Regions from separate parts of the Oryctolagus cuniculus genome. Here region 2 is linked to region 1. A link is a contact called in public Hi-C data. All regions are on one chromosome and are shown on one strand. The core of a region is the stretch at or near the end of the contact, and the rest is flanking DNA. Distances in the headings are between cores, read along the strand shown.

Region 1 (6,290 bases), core at 2,093-4,592:
TTTTGGGGTTGAAAATTAAATTCTCTTCTGCTTAACTTGGCTCAACAATATTAATCAGTTAACCCACAAAGGTTACCCTTTGGTAACAAAGTCTTCATCAGTTGTGAAGCAATTACACATTTTGGAGTTCTATATGAGATGGTTAGGTTACAAAGAAAGGAACAGAAATAGTTTGTCAACTGTTCTCAAAGGGAAATTTATGAAATAACAAAACATTGAACACCTCTTTATAATATATAGGTCTATAAGACATGACTTGAATTCATGGCAAGAGAAAGAGTTTTTTAAGACAATCTGTTTATATACAATGTCATAGAAATATTGAATGTTTAAAAAATTTAGATTTTCTTCTGAGTGTCAAAAATTTGTATTAAATTCAGTTGGTGGCCAGCGCCGCGGCTCACTAGGCTAATCCTCCGCCTTGTGGCGGTGGCACACCGGGTTCTAGTCCCGGTCGGGGTGCCGGATTCTGTCCCTGTTGCCCCTCTTCCAGGCCAGCTCTCTGCTGTGGCCCGGGAGTGCAGTGGAGGATGGCCCAAGTGCTTGGGCCCTGCACCCCATGGGAGACCAGGAGAAGTACCTGGCTCCTGCCATTGGATCGGCGTGGTGCGCCGGGGGGGGGGGGGGGGGGGGGGGTTGCAGCGCGCCAGCCGCGGTGGCCATTGGAGGGTGAACCAACGGCAAAAGGAAGACCTTTCTCTCTGTCTCTCTCTCTCACTGTCCACTCTGCCTGTCAAAAAATAAATAAATAAAAAATAAAAAAGAGAGAAATACATTTATAAAAAAAATTCAGTTGGTTTGTTTTAATGAAAATTATAAATCAACTTAATCGTGGAGATTTACACAGATTTACACATGGAGATTCCTCACCCAAGTGGATTTTAATCCTAGTTTTAGGAGTTTATATTTATACATTTGTTTAAAAAATACCTGCGGATACTAGCTATATGAGCCAAAATTTTCATCAATACAGAAAAATCTATGGACTGGAATTTAGATCATTCTGAGATGCAGATTAAAAAATCATCCTAAATCAAGAATTCAAAAAAAATTAATCTACCAAAACAGTAATTTTACTTGTGGCTTAAAAGTGTGTGTGTGTGTATGTGACGTGTGTGTTGAAAAATGGGGGTGAGGGAGGCTATTCACTAACCTTTTTCTTGCCATTGAAAAAGAATAATTAAAAAAAAACCCTCATAAGGATTTTTAAGTCTACATCATCATCCCACCAACAGTCATCACAGACAAGAAGGGAAGCAGTATTTACCACTCCCCGATGAGTAACATGTGGCCAACAGTAACCCTGGGTATTGAATAAATTTAAAAAGATACCCATAAAGTCTGACTGAGGTTGATATGAAGTACTACTATCATTGAATTCTATTGCTCAAATTAGTTTTTCTGGGAGAGTAAGGAATCTTTGCTTTTGGGCTCACTGTGGTAGTACTGAAAATTATGAGGAGAAACATACAACATCCTGTGTCAGAAACACCAAACTCTTTCAAGGTTTATAGATGCCAGGTCCCTAAATACAAGGAAGTGTGTGTTAGGCTTTATCTAAAGGTACAATGAAAAGTACCAGCGCTGTAGATTAGTGGGTAAAGCTGCTCTCTGCAGTGCCAGCATCCCATATGGGTACTGGTTTGAGACCTGGCTGCTCCTCTTCTGATCCAGCTCTCTGCTATGGCCTGGGAAAGCAGTGGAAGATGGCCCAAGTCCTTGGGCCCCTGCAACTGTGTGGGAGACCCAGAGGAAGCTCCTGGCTCCTGGCTTTGGGTTGGCCCAGCTCAGGCTATTGCAGCCATTTGGGGAGTGAACCAGCAGATGGAAGACCTCTCTTGGCCTCTGCCTTTCTGTAACTCTGCCTTTCAAAATACATAAATAATAAATATTTTTTAAAAAAGTATAGGAGCTATATTGTAGATTTCTTACACCAAACTGAAAGCAGAAGGTGAGTTTCTAATTTGATATGTGATCAGAGTAAGTAAAATACAAACATATTTATGAGGATTGAGGGTATATCCTAACAACTCATCAAATTCAGAGATGTAGGTCAACAAAGGCACATTTCTGAAACACAAGTTCTTTTGAGTATTTGTTCTGAAATTCTTCTAAAATCTGGCCCAATAGCCCCATTTTGATGTACCAGTTCACATAACAAAGCAAGTCAGAACATCTGCAAGGCAAGCTGTTGTTTTGCTTTATGCAGCCAGCAAAAACACAGCCCTCGGTTAGGTTGTAATGATAAAAGCAGCTGGTTTTAGGGACTCATAAAAACAACTCACCCTTATGCCTCGAGGAATAGAGAACATGCAGAGTCTGCATTGTGCTGCCAGTGTCAGGACAAATCATTCTGTTCTGTTTTGCAGTGAGACTAATTGGTGCCAGTGGATAAGTGAAGGGAGAAATAATTGCACAGACTTGAGACCTGTAGCTTGGGGGGATGAATAACTGTATCACAACAGCATGAGTTCTTGCTTTCACTTTGTACATTTATATAATTTTTAAAGATTTTTATTTATTTGAAAGAGTTAGAGAGAGAAGGAGAAGCAGAGAGAGAGAGAGGGCGAGAGCGAGTTCTTCCATCTGCTGGTTCACTCCCCAATTGCCAATTGGCTGCAATGGTCAGAGCTGCACCGGTCGGAAGCCAGGAGCCAGGAGCTCCTTCCAGGTCTCCCAAGTGGTGCAGGGGCCCAAGGACTTGGGCCATCTTCCACTGCTTTTCCAGGCCACAGCAGACAGCTGGATCTGCAGTGGAGTGTCCGGGACTCGAACCAGTGCCCATATGGGATGCCGGCATTGCAGACAGCGGCTTTACCCATACGCCACAGTACCAGCCCCTATTTATATAATTTTTGAAAAATTTAGAGGTATAACATACTATAAATTATATGTGCAAGTTTTCTACTTATGGTTTAAATCGTGTGGGATCTTACAGATCACGGCATCTTTATTTTTTAAATCTCTGTTTTGGGGGGCAGAGTTAAGTAAAGGGATGAAAGTTCACGTAACGCAGTCCTTTAAATCAGTTTGGGGATGGTTAATTAATGCATTTGCACGTATGAAAGAACAGTGAGCGCTTCTTAGTTACCTGGCACTGCTGTGGCTGCCTCTCCTGAGCTCCCATTTAATCCTCCAGTCTCTAGGAGGCAGGAATTGTCCCGATTTTCAGATCAGGAAACCGAGGCACACGGACACCACAGTAGAAAGCACACAGAATACAGCGCCGGGATGTGGAGTTCGACAATGTGACTTGGGCGGTTACGTCCGCTAATCACTGCATTAGATTGTCTTTGGGCTCTTTATTTATACTTGGCTTGCTTAGGATTCAAATTTCCTTTTGGCTATTTCCGGGCCATTTTTATCACGTCGTTGAGACGGTGTCACCGTTTACAACGGCCCTTCCGTAAGAGGACTGAGCGCACCGCCCGGACACTTCCCGGATTCCACGTGAGTCAGAAGTCGCTCAGCGCCGCGCCGGCTCGGCTGCCCCACCCGGAGCGGCGGGCGCCGTTGCCTAGCAACAGCCGCGCCACACCGGAAGCCGAGGGGGTTTTCGGCCTGCGCTCGGCCGCGGCCACTTCTGTCTGAAGCGTCGGAGTTCTGGATAGGGCATTGCGCTTCCTGTACTGCGCCACAAGTGGCGCTGGCCTTCCTCTCCCTTCATATTTGAATTTAAAAAAACTTGGAAAACCGAGTTTGTGGCAGCAGAGGGCTAGGGATCCGCTCGGCCGACTGTGTCGGCACCCCTGGGTCGATTTCTCTCAAGCCTGTTCCCCAAGGGCTGGAACCCAACGCTGCTCTTCCGTGGTCTTGAGAGTTGTGACTTGAGTTCCTAGCCAGCCGGGCGGCGTTCGGCCCCGCCACGTCTGAAAACAGTCTTTGCTGAGGTGAGCGCAGACCAGACGGGCTGGAGCCTGGAGAACGGAAGCTGGGGACACAAGCGAGCGCACTTCACAGACGCACAGAAACAAGGAAGCGGGAAGGGCCGCCGCGGACGCCAGCGCGCCCCCTCAGGATCCATGAGTTACTCCCGAAGCTCTCAGCCCGACTCCGGAGCCAGACCGGACGCCGGGCGGGGCGAGGCAGCGCGTTCCCGTCAACCTTGCCAATCACGCGACTCGGCCCCGCCCCGCCACATGACCTTCCCTGGCGGAAGCTCGCGGTCGCGCGCTCTAGGGGTCTCCGGACACGCGGATTCGCGCGCATCAATCTAGCCAATCAGGAGTCTCTTCCGCTCCCGTGCGGCCCCGCCCCTTGGAGCTGCATCGGCTGACGGCCGCGGCTCCGCGCGGTGTTTGAATGCTGTGGGGTTGGCGGAGGGCGGTAGCGTGCTTCGGCCCAGGGGGGTGTCTGAGTGCTGGGCTTCGGGGGCTTGCTGAAAAGCCAGGTAGAGGTTCCTTTCCGCAGTCGGGGGCCCTCGACCCTCCCTCAGGCCTGGGGTGTCTGGAGGGCCGGCGGGCTCCCTGCATGGGGGAAAGGGGAGTGGCCGCCTCTCTGGTTCTACCCCACCGAGTTGGAAGGGACAGCTTCAGTCGACTTCCCTCTTCAGTGTCTGTTCGCTTTTACTCTGAAAGTGCAGACAGGCGTGATTTTTTTTTTTCTTTATATTTTCTTGTTTCTTAACGCCTGGTTCTAGTCAAGCGGCTTTTAGGGTTCGGGATGATTGACAAGTTCAGGTCCGATTATGCCTTTTGAGCCCACTTAGGCCATGTCTCTTAATTATGAAGCTGTCACAACGAAAGAATCACTATCTAAAGTTGTTATTCTCCCTTGCCCCCGTAATGGAGACTTGGAAGATACTTCATGGCTAACAAGTCTCGTTTCTATGAGATACTAGTAGGTTAATTTGTCATGAAAAAACTAGTTGTCCTTGTGTGGGAAGGTAAGTGAAAAACTCCAAAAATAGCGAGAATTAACTAACAAATTAGAAGAAAAAACAAAAAACAAAAAACTGCTGGCCCAATAAAGAAATACTTGGATAAAAATGGAGGACTTTAGAAAGGTATGGTTATTTTGAGTCCCATTTCATAATTACTTTTTCTGGTTCTAGAGGTAACCCAAGATTTCATTTTCAAGATGGAAAGCCCATCAGACTCAGCGGTGATTGCACCTAGCACCCCACAGGCCTGTGCGAATCCGCCATCTTCCCTTGCAAGGAGCTCAGGAAAACAAGTACGGAGATCTTATTCAGTCTTAAGTATCGGCGGGGTTTAACTCCAAAGATTGTTCATTAACGTGCAGATATTTTGTTAAATAGTCATTTAGTTTCTTCTAAGATACAGTGTGTGACCAGCCCCTTCCAGATTTGCATACTGAGCCAATTCATTTAGTTTCGGATTAGATTATTGCAACACTCCAAAGTGAGGAAGTCTGGATCTGCGGTATTATCACGGTGAAGGACTTTGGTGGCAGTGGGTCTTTCCTCAGTCTGCTATCCTATAGCATCTGGTGTAGCAGGAGGTATGGGCTAGATGCTGAGAGAAGTTTGATTATTGGGATGACTTTAGAAGGGTGTTGACCTGGCTGAGGTAGAGAGGAAAATTAATGGAACTTCTGGAAATTAAAGACATTTTGTGATGGTTACTTTAGATATGTGGAGACAGAAAGCCCCCTAGTGGTGTCTACTATAGAAATGTAAGGCTTTTATTTCTAGCACATTTCTTTACATGAAGACTTGGTTAACATTTTTAATATTTTGTTCTCCTTTCAGCCTATGAGTGCAACACTTAGAGAAAGATTAAGGAAAACAAGATTTTCATTTAATTCCTGTTACAGTGTGGTAAAACGTCTTAAAGTTGACAATGAAGAAAATGATCAGAACTTGTCAGAGAAGCCACCCTCTGCCACAGAAGAAAACTGTTTGGAATTTCAAGAAAGTTTTAAACGCATAGACAGTGAACTTGAAGAAAGTACGCATTTGAAAAATACATTCCAGAACGTCAGTGCATGTGAAGCTACCTCACTTGATACAGGGTCATGCAGTGTTCTCCAAAATGACTTCATGAAGGAGAATCTTCCTATACAAGGACTGAAGGAAGAAAGAGCAAAATTGGTGAAGCAGGTTCAGGAAAAAGAGGACCTTCTTCGGAGGCTAAAATTAGTCAAAATGTATAGATCGAAGGTAAGAGGAATTTTTAACAATTTTTTTTAAGATTTATTTTATTTATTTGAAAGAGTTACAGAGAGGTAGAGACAGAGAGAGAAAGGTCTGCCATTGCTGGTTCACTCCCCAGATGTCCGCAACGGCCAGAGCTGCGCCAATCCGAAACCAGGAGCCAGGAGCTTCC
Region 2 (6,290 bases), core at 1,851-4,350, 110 kb before region 1:
CTCTGGAAGACCCAACTTCCTAATATTATCATATTTGGGATTAGGTGTAAGAGAATTTTCTGGGAGTGGGGGGAACACAAACACTGAGATCGCAACAGTACTTCAGGTATTTATCAAGTACTTAACTATTTATGTTGTGTATCTTGGGGATGTAAAGGTAAACTTAGTTTAGATCTGTCCTTTACATAGCGTATAGAAGAAAAACATGCATATTGATAACTAAAACAGAAAGTAGAAGGTGGTAAGGGGCTTGTGTGAGAGTCAGATTTAGCTAATAGTAGGTGCTGTCTGTTGCGGCACCCAGTGTGTGGTCAGTCCATCATTACTGTGTAGATTCTTGACAGAGCAAATCAGTGAGATAGGTAGTCTCCTTGTTTCACAGCAGAGATAGTAAATGATACTGTAATGCAGAGAAGTGAAGTAATTCACCCAAGTGATCTGTTCACATGGCTGAGCTAGAACTTGAAACCAGGGGCGTTCAAAGCTTCTGATCTTCACTACTGAGCAGTTGGCTTCCTTAGGATGATACACAGAGAAGTGTTTGGGACATGTGGTTTTCTCTTTGCCGTCAGTAAATTCCATGTACAGTATAATACCAGCACATAACATTTTCTTTCTTTTTCCCTTCCTTTTTAAGACATTGGAAGAAGAGTTTGCCAGGAAACTCCAGGAACAGGAAGTGTTCTTTAAAATGACTGGAGAGTCTGAATGCCTTAACCCGTCAACACAGAGCCGAATTTCTAAATTCTATCCCATTCCTAGCTTGCATTCCACTGGATCGTAACAGTGGGAGGACTTCTGTGGTCTGGGTGGCTTTTTAAATATGTCCTTGTATTCTCTTCATCTTCTGCCATGGAGACAATCACCTGCCTCACCTTCTAGAGGGTTTTGTTTTGTGTTTTGTTTTGTTTTGTTTCACGAAAAGATGAAGGGAAAGTGAACTAAGACAGGTGCTGGGCCATGTTGGCAAAGTGCATCTTATGTAGTATTTCCCTAAGGTGACTTTGTATATTATTCTTAAAAATTGTGTTCTTCAGACACTGTTACCTGCAAAATTGTTAGAGAAATAATGTTTAAATTTGTTTTTTAAAAACCTGTTACATTACTAAGTATTGTTAATAAATATCTTTTTACTTGATCTGAATTCTCAATGATGCCTACATTCTGTGGTTGAAACTGTGCTGTAAGGAGTTAGAGTAATTTTCATTTGGTGAATCAGCACTCATAAAACTATATAAGTTGCTCAGAATATGCTGTTGATTCAGTAAATAAATATATTTTTTCTTTAAATAGAGTCTTTTTGAAGGAAAGTTACTTCAGTAATTTGTTGAAAATAATTGCCTGTTTAGGCATGAGCTAATTAATGACTGAGGGTGCTAGTTTTATTAAAGATAGTGCCTGTAGGACTAAATTCCAGTCAATAGGATTTTCTTTTTGATCAGTAGGGACAAAACACCCTTAGTATTAAGCTTTATTGTTTTTAAATGATCTATTATTTGATAAATATTTTCATCCTGAAATATATGTTATACTAAGTTTGGAAAAGCAGAAAAATAGCTTTTAGATTTGAAATTGGAAATGTAAAATTCACAAAATTAAAAGTAATATAGATTTGGTTGTCCCAGTTTATTTCTTAATACATCAACTGGTTAGAAAACTTGTCTCCATCATAGCAAATTTTGTTATATTTCAAACTGTCAGAAGCCTGTAGGTTCTGAGTTATATTTATAAATATATTTTATGAAGTTAATCTTAAAAGAGACATTTGTTCACAATACTTTTCAAACAGGATTTAAATATTAAGACAAATATTAGAAATGACTTTTTCTTATTTTGAAATGAAGTTTTATTTTATTCCATGATTAAATTATTTACTTTGATTTACGTGGGAAAGGCCTGAAACCTTTATCATGTGGTTGCTGATATGTGTAATTATTAATGAAATTTCATTCTTAGTTCCTTTTGAGGCTTAGAATTTCAGTGTGTCAGGTCAAACAGTATTATAGTCTGTACTGGGGTGCAGGAGAGAGAGCACATTTGTCAGTGGTGCTTGCTGCCTGCCATTTGCAGCCTATTCTCTTTTAAGAGTAGTAGGTACCAAATTGTAAAAGTTTGAGTTTTTAGTTATATTACTTCTGAGGCTGGTGAAAAATTTAAATGTAATGTTCTGGGAACACTGATTTGATATTAAGAAAATGTATATGTCTGTAGCACTTTCTTTCAGTTAATTTGAAAACTTTGGATGCTGAACCTTATTTTGGTGGTTTAGATGATTTAAAAATGCATGTATGATTTTAACTTTGTAATTGTTTTGACAAGTAAAATTACTTGGACAACTTTGTAGGTAGCCTTAACTTCTGGCCAAGTTTGTTTTTTATATAAATATATATATATACATATATATATTATGTATGTTGTAAATTCATACACTTATCACATGAATGTGTTGCTGTAAACAAAACTCTTAATGCTTTATTCTCAAATGCTGGGTTGAAAATTGTTTTGAAAGCCTTTTAAAATATATATCTTTATAAAGTAATATTCAGGATTATGATGGAAATTGTTTATATTGTTATGATAAAAATGATTGTATAATGTTGCCCAGTGTATTTAATGATTATTTGAAGAGGGAGAGGGGAGGAAGGTTCTCATACTACTTTCTCCTTTGAAATTTTCAGTTTATTGGCTTTTAAAAAATGAATACTTCAGGCAATGAGCATTTTTTCAATATCATTTAAATATCCTGTACTAAATAGTTTATGGCACATTATTAATTTGGTCTGAATATTTGATTCTAATCCTTCCGACTTGACATTCAGAGTGTTGAATCAAGGAGAGAGGCTCAGAGAGGAACAGTTAAACACTTGGGGTAAGTTTATCAGCAACTCTCGCACCTCCCTTAGAACCGCCCTTTGGATTCAGTGTTTGTGCTTGAGTTCTCTTTCAAATATGACCATGTGGGTGTAGGACATGCAGAGGTGAATCATTCATTTAATGCTTAAAGTTATATAAATCTTTTCAAAAAGTGTTTTCTTATGGAATGTGCTGTTTGTATCCATGCCCTCCCACCTCGTACACAGCCCTGTATTCAATAGGTAATAACGATCTTTCCTGCATGAAGTGAGGGTGAGGAAGCCGCTACGCGTGCAGCCAGATCCATTCCTCATTTGGGTGGTTGTTGCTGGGGGAGAATGTGCTGTGACGTGTGCAAAAGAAATTCTCAGTCTGTGCACCCTAGACAGTAGCCTCCCCTCGTTTCCCTGAGGGCTGTGAACACGCAAGGCCTCTGCTCTTCTGCAGGTCTTCCTCCTAGAGCCCAGGGCACCACACTGCCTTTACTCGTCCTGTCAGCCCACAGGGTATGAATTACTGAATTAGCTGCTATTCTGTGTGGAGTCACATTAAGCTTTTTCTTACCCTTTCTTATAGGAAACTGGAGGGTGGGAAAGAAAAATTCAGAGTGCTTTCATTTTGTTCAAACAATTAGAACCTTCCTATGACAGGATCTAACAAATCATTATTAAATACAAACCAGAACCAGAGCTACCTCTACTCTAGTGTTTCCTCAAGCACAAAGCTCTCAGGCATTAATGAGACCCTCGTCTCTGATTTCTTGAGCATCAGCAAGCTCCAGAAGTGATTGTTTTTTGTAGTCTTCTGGTCCCCTTGTAAGTACACACTTTCCCCTGTTCCACACTGTGCTGAAATGACAAGGATTCTTCTGAGAAGCCAAATTCTGTCCAGGCATGAGCTAGAGATGCTGTTGAGTAAAGGAAAACCTAGAACTGAAGGGAAGAAGAGAATTCTGTGCTAATAGTCTTTTGATTCAATAAATCAGTTCTTTTCTGCAAAATGATCTTTTCTAGGAAATGGGATGGTATTTGTAAATGCTTTTCTCAAGTTGAGGGCATAACAATTAATTCCTCCGTTGTTGCTGTTCTGTGGCTGATGATGGTTTTGAAAAGCTTTCACCTTTCTGCTCCTAAGCTTGGGATAGAGTGTTTTTTACCAGTTTTTAAGTGTTGGCTGCAGCTTTTTGTGATCCTCTGATTTGCAGTGTTGTAAGTTCACAAACTAAATTTTCAGAAAGAATTTTGTTCCAGGTCATGCCTCTTGTCTCTTTGGGATCAACATGTCTTTTCAATCATGAGATTGGCAAATAAAAAATAAAGTTATTTCTTAATATATTTTGGGAAGCATTTTTTTGTTGTTGTTGAGAATCTTTGGAACCGGATTGTCTTGTATGAGAACACTTTGCTACTTTTTGGGGTCCTAGTTGCATTTTCAAACTTGCCATCATCCAGGTCTCCTAACCCTTCCCAACTTACCAGTGTTCCTAGCTGTCTGTAGTTGTAACCAACTGTGTGACTACCACACTCACAAATCTCACAAATGTAGTTTTCTATGATAGTGGGGGGTGGGGGGTGGGAGGCAGGTGAGGTTTTTCCAGAGGTCAAAACACTTCCATCAGTGTATATATACATCCACATTTCCCCTCCTCTTTCCTCCCTTGGGATAGATTTTCCTTCATGGAAAGCAGTTACACAGATGATATGATGTCACTTCTGCTCAAATAACCTCTTTTTATCATTGATACACAAGATTCAGCAGGCTCTGGACAGCATCATTTGGCAAGTGTTCAGTGTGGTTGGAGGGAGGCGTAGCATGTCACTTTCTAATCTAGGAGTATTGTGCACCATTGAGCTCATTCTTGTCTTTTTTTTAAAAAAAAAAAAGATGAAACAAAAGGGGCTCAGATCCAGTGCGATCCAGCTGAGAGCATACCTCATATCTGCCCGCCCTTGTTCTGGGTTTTGTCCAGGGAAGACTGCAGATTTGGAGTCCTACCCTATTTCTCTTGGGCAAAGAACTCTGAAGACTTTTGAGTATCTTAGTAAGATACAGTCATAATCACAAGGGGAAAGCTAGTCTGATTCATCAAGGTAAGAATCATTAAGAGGGAATATGAGGGTGGCGTTTGGCCTAGCTAGTAAGTCCCACATTGGAGTACCTGGGTTTGATTCCGAGCTCTGGCTCCTGACTCCAGCTTCTTGCTAACGCAGCCCTGGAAGGCAGCAGGTGATGGCTCAAGTAGTTGGGTCTCAGCCTCCCACATGAGAGTTCTAGATTGAGGGCCTGGTTTCTGGCTTCGGCCCCAGCCCAGCCCTGGCTATTGTGGGTATTTGGAGAGTGAACAAGCAGTTGAGAGATCTCTCCTGCATTTCAAATAAGCTTTTTTAAAAGAAATATTTATTTGAGAGGCAGAGTTAGAGCCTCTAACTCAATGGCCAGAGCTGGGCTAATCTAAAGCCAGGAGCTTCTTCCAGGTCTCCCATATGGTTGCAGGTGCCCAAGCACTTGGACCTCTGATCATCTTCCACTGCTTTCCCAGGCTGTAAGCAGAAAACTGGATTGGAAGAGGAGCAGCCGGGACGTGAACAGGCACCCATGAGGGATGCCAGTGCAGCAGAGGGAGGCTAAACCTACCATGCCACAGCACCAGCCCCAATATAAACTTTTAAAAAGGGAGCAGTTCTGGCCGGCGCTGTGGCTCAATAGGCTAATCCTCCGCCTGCAGTGCCGGCAACCCGGGTTCTAGTCCTGGTCGGGGCGCCAGATTCTGTCCCGGTTGCCCCTCTTCCAGGCCAGCTCTCTGCTAAGGCCCGGGAGTGTAGTGGAGGATGGCCCAAGTGCTTAGGCCCTGCACCCCATGGGAGACCAGGAGAAGCACCTGGCTCCTGGCTTTGATCAGCCGGCTGCAGCACGCTGGCTGCAGCGGCCATTGGAGGGTGAACCAACGGTAAAGGAAGACCTTTCTTTCTGTCTCTCACTGTCTACTCTGCCTGTCAAAAAAAAAAAAAAAAAAGCAGTTCTAATACTTGAGCCCCTGAAGCTACTTTAGAAAAAAAAACATTTACTTACTTTCATTTTATTTGAAAGGCAGAGAGAGAGATTCCATTCACTTGCTCACACCTGAAATGCCCACACCAGCCAGACAACAGCCAGGGCTGGGTCAGGTCGAAGCCAGAAGCCTGGTGCTGCCTTGGTCTCCCACATGGGTGGTAGGGGCCCAAGTATTGGAGCCGTCACCTGCCGCCTCCCCGGGTGCACATGAGCAAGAAGCTGGATTGCAAGCAGGGGAGCCAGAGCTCACCAGGCACTCCACTTACAGGGCCTGGGCATGTGCGGCAGCGACTGAACCTCTGTGCCAAACGCCCACCCCCTAGAGCACTTGTGAAAAAAGTAAAAGTAAATCCAGCTTTTGGTTAAATCTGATAAACTTTGTCACC

Evidence for each region. A called contact is a pair of places that touch in the nucleus more often than the background predicts.
Region 2: a contact with region 1 is called in a Hi-C map of an unstated tissue, with 2.9 times the contacts expected there. The contact joins the enhancer-like site here to the promoter of SFR1 in region 1. A contact is called at or near these places in 3 of 6 Hi-C or Micro-C datasets (ear pinna, skin fibroblasts and an unstated tissue).

The regions. Positions count from the first base shown.
Region 1 is chr15:25,895,616-25,901,905 of mOryCun1.1, reverse strand. It overlaps SFR1 (SWI5 dependent homologous recombination repair protein 1), which reads left to right and starts at 3,342. Exons shown (of 4, transcript XM_008270482.4): 1 at 3,342-3,890; 2 at 5,054-5,175; 3 at 5,714-6,124. The coding sequence starts at 5,080.
Region 2 is chr15:26,002,256-26,008,545 of mOryCun1.1, reverse strand. It overlaps SLK (STE20 like kinase), which reads left to right. Exons shown (of 19, transcript XM_002718721.5): 19 at 638-4,187. The coding sequence ends at 784. Among named protein-coding and RNA genes, the nearest start is that of COL17A1, 53 kb to the right of the region's middle. Within about 2 kb of position 3,100, at least 1 of the 8 cell types and tissues checked has an H3K27ac peak or open chromatin away from gene starts, as enhancers often do.